Linked DNA regions of Rattus norvegicus: region 2 is linked to region 1. A link is a contact called in public Hi-C data. All regions are on one chromosome and are shown on one strand. Each heading gives the region's core, a stretch centred on a gene start, on an enhancer-like site or on the middle of the called end of the contact. The rest is flanking DNA. Distances are from core to core; before and after follow the strand shown. Region 1 overlaps Tbc1d24 (TBC1 domain family, member 24). Region 2 holds the start of Ccnf (cyclin F).

Region 1 (4,181 bases), core at 1,398-3,897:
CTTCTGTGCCAGGGCTGAGGTCTCAGGATAGGATGAGCATCCAGCACCCCCAGTGCCCAGGATCCCTGACAGCATCCTGAGGTTGTGTGTATCTGTGTAGTATTCAGCAGGTTCTTGGAGGAGGGGGACATCCTTGAATGTCCCTGGTGGGTATGAGGAACGTTCATGTATGGAGAGGGTGCGATTGCCACTTGTTCTTGATTGATACCTCTGTTCTTGTCTCTGCCGCTCACCTCCTGGTCCAGGTCTGCTGTCAGGCTTGGCACCCCAGCCCTGGCCCCTGCAGCTGCCTGTAGTGTTCCTCCCCTCCTCCCTGTCATCACACTTCTCCCAGCACCTGCCCCGCACACTTGCCACCCCAGATGCCCTTCCTGCATCCTACCTGCTGACATCTCTATTCTCAGCCCCTGAACCCTCCCACACCACTCACCGCTGGGCCAGCCGCTCAGCATGTTGGCTCTCCGAGCATCTCACCAGACAGCAAACCATCACTATCATAGCGGTCATGGCTGTGTCTTCCCCATCCCCCAACAGCATAGCCATGGCCTCCCCTGGCCCTGGAGGCATGGTCAGTGCCAAGCAGATGATGGTGTCTGGCTGTGTTCGCTAGTGACCCACATATTGCACCACCCCAGAACTGGTGTGCTCCTTTCTTCCCATGTTCAAGCATGAACATGCTTTGACTTGTGCCTGCGTGACCAGCACGAGGGCAGTGTGTGCTTATCTATCACATAGAAATGCCCACAGTGCCTCACGTCCCCCTTCTGTCATCCAGTGTTATCTTTGATGCCTGCTGGACTTTAGATTTCCCATATGCTCAGGATGGGGGCCCAGCCTTCTTTATCCCTGTCTGATGTTCTGTCTGCTTCTGGTCTCCAGGAAAGCATGGGGGATGCTAAGACTGGAGAGAAAAAGCTGGGCCCTGCCCAGCATATGACATGGTGACTAAGGTTCAGTCAGCCAGGGCCTTGGGTCACAGTCAGCTTGTTCCTGTGGCTGGGGGAAGGAGCATAGGCTAACGCCAGACAGGGGTGCAGTACTCCCTTAGGACAGGCTGTCTTTTGTTTTTGGTGGTTCTATGTGGGCATGGGGGCCTTCCCCATACCATCAGCACTGTAGGAAACCTGCTGGGCTCTGCCCAAAGCTGTCTCTGAGGAATCCCATGGCCTACTAATAGCCCTTCCCCCCACCCACTCAGCTGGACTAGACCCTCCTTCCTCCCTGACACCTCATCACCTGACACAGACATCAGGGTGGTTTCTAACTCTAGATCTAGAGTGTCGCATGTTTAACCTCTCCTGCTTCTCACTTCACACCAGCTCCCCCATGCCCACCAAAGACTCCCCAACTTAGTGGTGCCTCCCCCACCTTTCTTCCCGCCATGCTGTCCCTCAGTACTTTGTCTTCACCCACCCCACCCCATCAGCACCCCATCTTTATAGATTTGAGGTATTTATGGTTGTGGGTCTCTGGGGCCATCAGGGCTCTAAACTAAAGGTTTGTGGAATGAATAAAAGTTTGGAGCAAAGGGAGTTATTACTGTTGTTGGCTCCTCCATTGCTTGTGACAAAGACACTTAGCTAGGAAGGGAGGCCCAGTGTGCAGGTGTGTTACAGGGTAATCCTCAAGGCGCAGTCTGTATGTCACATGATAAGGAGTTTGTTTTCAAATCTACCTGTTTGGAAAAAGAGGTGAGAAGTGCAGTCTCATGACTAAAGCCGTGTTTGGGGACAGCCTGGTGGTGTTGGAAAGGGACCTGACCTTGCTGAGAAAGGAGCTAGGGCAGAGCTGACTGTGAAGAGGCCCGGATCTCAGGAGGACAGTGACAGCGTGGAAGGCCCACAGGCCTTAAGATTTCAGCAGATTGGCCATTCCTCCTGTGCAGGGGGCTCTCCAGTCCCTCCTCTGTCCATTCATCTGATGTGGAGTGGTCCTTTGCCGTCAGGCTGCCCCTTGACTGAACAGGATGGATTGTGAAGCCACATCTTTGGCAGGCAGCCTCTGTGGCTGAAGCTGGGGTGAGGTGAGGCCTCTGGTGTGAAGGCGCCAACCACTCGGTCCCTATCCAGGATGGGGCTCATTTGTCCCCACGCTCCCTTTTCCTCCTTCCCACCTGCCTTCGTTATGTTTCTACTGCTGTGATAAGACACGAACACCAACGCAACTCACAGGAGAAAGAGTCTGTTTCAGGTGAATTCGTGACCATCATGGTGGGGAGCATGGTGGCAGGCATGGCACTGGGGCAGAGACCTTACATGTGATCCACAATCATGAAGGAGAGAGAGAGAGAGAGAGAGAGAGAGAGAGAGAGAGAGAGAGAGAGAACCTAATAAGAGAGCTAGCCAACTAGGAATGGTGGGGACCTAGCCCAGTGACACACCTCCTCCAACGAAGCCACACCTCCTAATCCTTCCCAAACAGTTCTACCAGCTGAGGACCAAGTATTCAAACACGAGCCTATGGTCTGTTCTTATTCAAACTACCACCCAGCTCCACGTCCTGCCAGAGGCCTGCCGGGACGCCACTCATGGTGTGTCAGTGAAGCCAGTCCTGATGAGCATGATTCCGTTTCAGCCCGCTCTTCTGTGGGCAAAGGGCAGAACAAAGACTTTACTGTAGATGAGAGAGTTTGACTTTCTCTGTGACATCTGAGGCTTCCCTGATCTTTGGTCTTACCCTTGGCAAACCCAGGCCAGTGCCCTGTGTTGCAGGCATCTCCTGGGCAATGCCATCCGATCAGGAACATAACATTTTGGGGAACTAAAGAGTATTTCTTTCCACATGTTTGTTTGTTTGTTTTCTTTAAAATAGACACTTCCCATCTTCAGTTACCTTAACCTTTCAAATAGTCTCCATGCTGGTGAAGAAAAGGCTATAGACATCAGGAGAGGATTGTGAGTGGGGACAGAAGCAACTCATGGCAGGAAGGGGAAGTGAAGCTGTTTAAAGAGGCAGTTGTATGTGTGTGGTGGGGGAGGGGACACCACAGAACTCAAGCTCTGGCCCCATTGCCTGTGGGAGAACTACAACTGTCTTCAGGAATGACCACTGGGATACCTCTTCCAGAGGCCCCTGCGTATCAAGTGCCAGGCCTAAGACTGAGTGCAGCCTCAGAAGAGAAGTGCAGGTGTCTCCTGAGGGAGTACTGTCTTTAAACACTTTCAGTTCTGGGCTGGAGAGAAGGCTCAGTGGTTAAGAGCACTGACTGCTCTTCCAGAGGTCCTGAGTTCAATTCCCAGCAACCACATGGTGGTTCACAACCATCTGTAGTGAGATCTGATGCCCTTTTCTGGTGTGTCTGAAGGCAGCTAAATAAATCTTTGAAAGAAAGAAAGAAAGGCAGAAAGAAAGAAAAAAACAGTTTCAGTTCAACCTCACAGCAGAAACCTCTGTTAGACCATGGCCTTCCCTGCCCCGCCGCCCATTCTTAGCATAAACCCGGGCACCATCTGTGTGCCCATGTTCTGCCTCACTCCAGCCGTACTGCTTCTGGCGTTGGCTGTACATTCTGGCCACACATTTTCTCCTTGGAGCTTGCCCTCCTCAGGGTGTACCTGCCCTCCTCACACTATCCCCAACACAGCTCAGCTCCTCTCCCAGCTGCGGCAGTCCCATTACCCCAGTTCAGATGTCATCTCTCGGGAGGCGCTCACACCTGGACCCTCAGTAAAGTAGCCATTACCCTACAGACCCACTATATGGAGACCCTACTGTCTGAAACTGTCACCAGCTGTCACTCCATACATCTAACAGGTGTCGGGTAACATTTTTCCTGCTCTCTGGGAATTACTTCTAAGACCCAGAGCTGAGGGCCCGAGGCAATGAATGCCTCCCTTTCCAAACACGTAGAACTGGAGGAGAGGGGACCAGCCTAGGGTGCCAAATAGCTCTTCTCTGTTGAGAACTTGAGGGTGCAGAGAGGGACTTTAAGACAATGCAGTGCAGTGTCTGTGCTGACAAATCACAACCCCAGCCCTCAGGCTGAGGGAAAGTGGCCTCTGAAGAGCAGTGCTCACAGTGGCAGCGCCTGCCCAGGGTCTGCGGCTGCTGTGTCACCCTAAGGTCACCCCACCCAGCGAGCCCAGAGGCAGTGCTCAACTCAGAGTTGTTACTGAGCGCCAGTGTCTCTAAGGGTAGGTGTTCCACAGAGCCACTGCGGAACACCTTGGCCCAAGGAGCTA
Region 2 (3,783 bases), core at 160-2,659, 54 kb before region 1:
AACCCATCACTGAAGGAAGTCAGAACAGGAACTCAAGGCAGAGTCATGGATCAGTGTCCCTAGCTCGTGCTAGCTAGCTTTCTTATATAGCCTAGGCACACCACCATTGACACAGTGAGAGGCTGAAGCCTCTCAGTCATCAATCACACAGTCCCTCACAGACGTGGCCAGAGTTGTCTGACCTGGGCAATCACACAACTGAGTCTCCTCAGATGATTCTAAGCAGTCTCAGGTTGTTGGCTGAAGCTAACTAGGACATCTGGAGACCCTTTATCAAAACCAACAAAACCTGCCTCCAAGTAAATAAGAGAAACTGAGTAGAATACAAAACAAGATAGCAAGATAGAGCTTAAAAAAAAAAAAAAAAAAGACAACTGATGACTTTGTAACTCCCGATTAACCTGGGGACCAGAGATGTTATGGATTCTGAAATGTGCTTGACAGCGGGTTTGCTCATTGTTGGATTTAGTTTTTTATCCCTTCCAGGGTCTACCAAAAGCAGATTCTGAAAACAGCGCTTCTGCCCAGGGATAGGTAACAAAGTAACAAAGTTCAAAGGAGGAAGATAAAGTAACCAGTTGGGAAACAATACTGTCTCCGGGAAAAAGAGACAGTGTGAGGGTCCCGCGTGGGGATTAGCATCAATGGGGTGCAAACCCTAAGGCTTGCCCTAGAGTTCTCTAATATTCTGTGGCGTGAACAGCCATTCCCTGTTAGCTGTCTCAGACCAACAAGAGGTCTTGATGCCCAGCTTCCAGCACAGGTCGGATACAGTGAGCATACAGGCTTCGGGAAGGTATGAAGGCTGATCTAAGCTGTGGGGAGAAGCCTGAGTTTATTCCTTGCTCTCCACCCTCAAGAGACTGCTTGTCTTCTCTCCGCAGATGATCTCATGAGAAGACCGGACAAGTACACGAGTGAATAGGTCGCTCAGCAGACTGTGACTGTTCCACATCGGAGCCCAGCTTCAGCAATTTCCACATCGGTGTTTGAGTTGGCGTCTCCTTGGCCGGAAGCTCGCGTGGGAGGGACACGCGGCCCACGACCAACTCCCCAAAGGTAGGACAAGTCTTGGAGGGAGAAGAGCAGTGCTCCCTGCCTCCAGGCGGGCTTTTTAGGATAGCCCGCCGGCGCCAGCTGAGCTCCTCCGTCCCCCGCCCAGCGGAGAAGGCGGGTCAATTCCGAGCGATAAGCCAATAGACAGCCAGGGTTTGAATTCGCGTCCTGATGTAACCAATCACAATTGCCCAGAACCTGCGGGGCAGGAGAGGCTGGTGATCTGGGGGGCGTAACCCTGTGGTCCTACCAGTAGGAGCTCCCGGCGCGTTTGAAAACGGGGCGGGGGTGGGGTCCGCGCCTGCGTGAGGCGCTCCGTGCACTTGCCCCAGGCGCGGGCGCGCTTGAGAGCGGTCTAAGGCGGCAGTGGTGGGAGCTCGGCGATGGGGAGCGGCGGTGGTGAGTGCTGGCGGGAGCCGGGCAGGCGATGGGTCACACGGAACAGAGACCGGAGGAGAACGGACTCGGGCCCCTATGACCGGGGAGGGCGCGTCGCATCCCCCAAAGCACGGGGTAGGCGCGGATCCCCGACTGCGAGCCCGCCCGCGCGGTTTAAATGCCCGCCCGGCGCCTATGCCTTATGCCTCTCCTGTTAACCTCGGGCCATTTAGGTTCTCTGCCCAGCAAACTACGATTTCACTTACCTGTGAAGTCGTGGGCGATCCCCGTGATATAGATCGATCTCAGATCTTGTCCGGACTCTCGCGGGCGGCTTGATCACCTGAGGCAACAGGATCTAACCCTGTGGAAGAAGTCTCAGGACCAGGGGGTGCGATTACACTTGTTAGAGTGGTTAAACACGTCCAGTTGTCTGCTCTAGAGCAAATGAATCAAAAAACTGTTATGATAATATTCTTAGAATGTTTGGGAATTGTAGCTCTCTGCGTATGCATTTGACTTTTGCTGTACATTTGGTTTCCAATAAGACTCAGGTGAAGAGTTTGGGAATGGACAGTCTCTTAGAGACCTCTTGATGGAAAGCTTTATTAAGGCCCTGGGAACAGCCAGCCACTTTGCCTCAGTGTGAGGAGGAAAAATAAAAATCGGTAGAAAGATAGGTGCAGTTATAGACAGGGAGGCTGGACCTTAGGGACCATGAAAGGAGTTGTGTGGGGGCCTTTTGTGTAATAAAGGAAAAAGCCATCGACATTGAATGAAGAATGGACTGCTGAAGTAAATATTGGAACAACCCACTGTGGGAGAAGGAAGGGAGCTCCTCCAAAGAGCATAAATGGGCCCAGTTGCTGTGTGCCTCAGTTCTCAATATGTGGGGCATAACCCCTTTGGGGCATCAAACGACCTATTCACAGGAGTCACATGTCAGACATCCTGTATATCAGATATTTACATTAGGATTCATAAGTCTAGCAAAATTATGGTTATGAAGTAGCCATGAAGTTATTTTATGGTTGGGGAGGTCACCGAAGCACAAGGAAATAACTGTATTAAAGGGTCTGCAGCGATTGGAAGGTTGAGAACCACCTGTCTAGGTCTTATGTTGTGATTTTCACTGTAGGCTGGGTGTGGCAGACCCCTGGGTTTGGGGACTGGGCAGCTCAGACCATCTGCCAAGCTGAGATCTGCTCTGGGACTCCATGGTCTCCAGAATTGCCTGCTGATTTGAGTTCCCAGTCCCTTGGTCCATACTCAATGGTATACTTTTAGTCATACCCACATATAAGCAGTGTAACCTGGCCATGGTGGCTAACACTTAAAATTCAGTACTTGGCAGGTAGAAGTAGGGAGGACCAGGATTCAAAGACAGCCTCAGCTACATTAGTGAATTTTAGGCCAGCCTGAGTCACAGAGGACTCCATCTTAAGCAGACACATACAGCAAAAGTCCGAGGGATCTTAACTGACTGGTTGCGAGCCAGCCTTCACTGCTGTGCCATTTCTCGGTCCCCAAGGTACTTTCTTTTTTCTTTCAAGATTTATTTATTATGTGTACAGTATTCTGCCTGCATAATTCTGGGCTGTATACCTGCAGCCTAGAAGAGAGCACCAGATCCCATTACAGATGGTTGTGAGCCACCATGTGGTTGCTGGGAATTGAACTCGGGACCTCTGGAAGAGCAGTCAGTGCTCTTAACCGCTGAGCCATCTCTCCAGACCCCTAAAGTACTTTCTTGAGTGCAGTTCAAGGAAGACATCGTGGTTGTTCATCTACGTTGGCTGCTTTTCTCCAGTTCTGGCTGTCACATAGGTCAGAACGTTTCCAGCATTCCAGTTACATGTTACCTCATATTCCCCCTGAATACTTACTGGCTATAAAAGGAATGGGGAGATGATAAGTAATCTATGTGGTACCCTTTATTTAATTTTGAGACTAGTCTCGTGTGAGAATGGAGGGCGGTAACTATTAAATCATCTTCAGATACAACTCTTTACCTCAGCAAGGCTTGTGAATTGTTTTCCCTTAGTGATCCACTGTAGGTGTGCCAAGTGTTTCTGTTATCCTACGAAGCGAAGAATCAAAAGAAGACCCAGGAACTTGACCATCTTGAGTCTCCCAGAAGACGTGCTCTTTCATATCCTGAAATGGCTTTCTGTTGGAGACATCCTGGCTGTCCGAGCTGTAAGTTACCATATGGAAACAATGCTGGTCCTAGGGTTGCTGGTGGTACTGTAAAGGTCTCAAGTTTATATATGTGTGTGTTTATATATTGTAAATTTCATATGCATTGGTGCTTTGCCTTCAGGTATGATCATGTGAAGGTATCAGATC

The links. Hi-C and Micro-C count contacts between places; a contact is called where the count stands out from the background.
Region 2: a contact with region 1 is called in a Hi-C map of liver, with 2.4 times the contacts expected there. The contact joins the promoter of Ccnf here to the enhancer-like site in region 1. A contact is called at or near these places in 3 of 12 Hi-C or Micro-C datasets (hepatocytes and liver).

Annotation. Positions count from the first base shown.
Region 1 is chr10:13,728,472-13,732,652 of GRCr8, reverse strand. All of the region lies in intron 1 of Tbc1d24 (TBC1 domain family, member 24), which reads left to right. Among named protein-coding and RNA genes, the nearest start is that of Tbc1d24, 9.9 kb to the left of the region's middle. Within about 2 kb of position 2,647, at least 3 of the 93 cell types and tissues checked have an H3K27ac peak or open chromatin away from gene starts, as enhancers often do. A contact at or near this core is called in liver, where this site is marked.
Region 2 is chr10:13,781,295-13,785,077 of GRCr8, reverse strand. Ccnf (cyclin F) reads left to right here and starts at 1,409. Exons shown (of 17, transcript NM_001100474.1): 1 at 1,409-1,455; 2 at 3,479-3,633. The coding sequence starts at 1,440.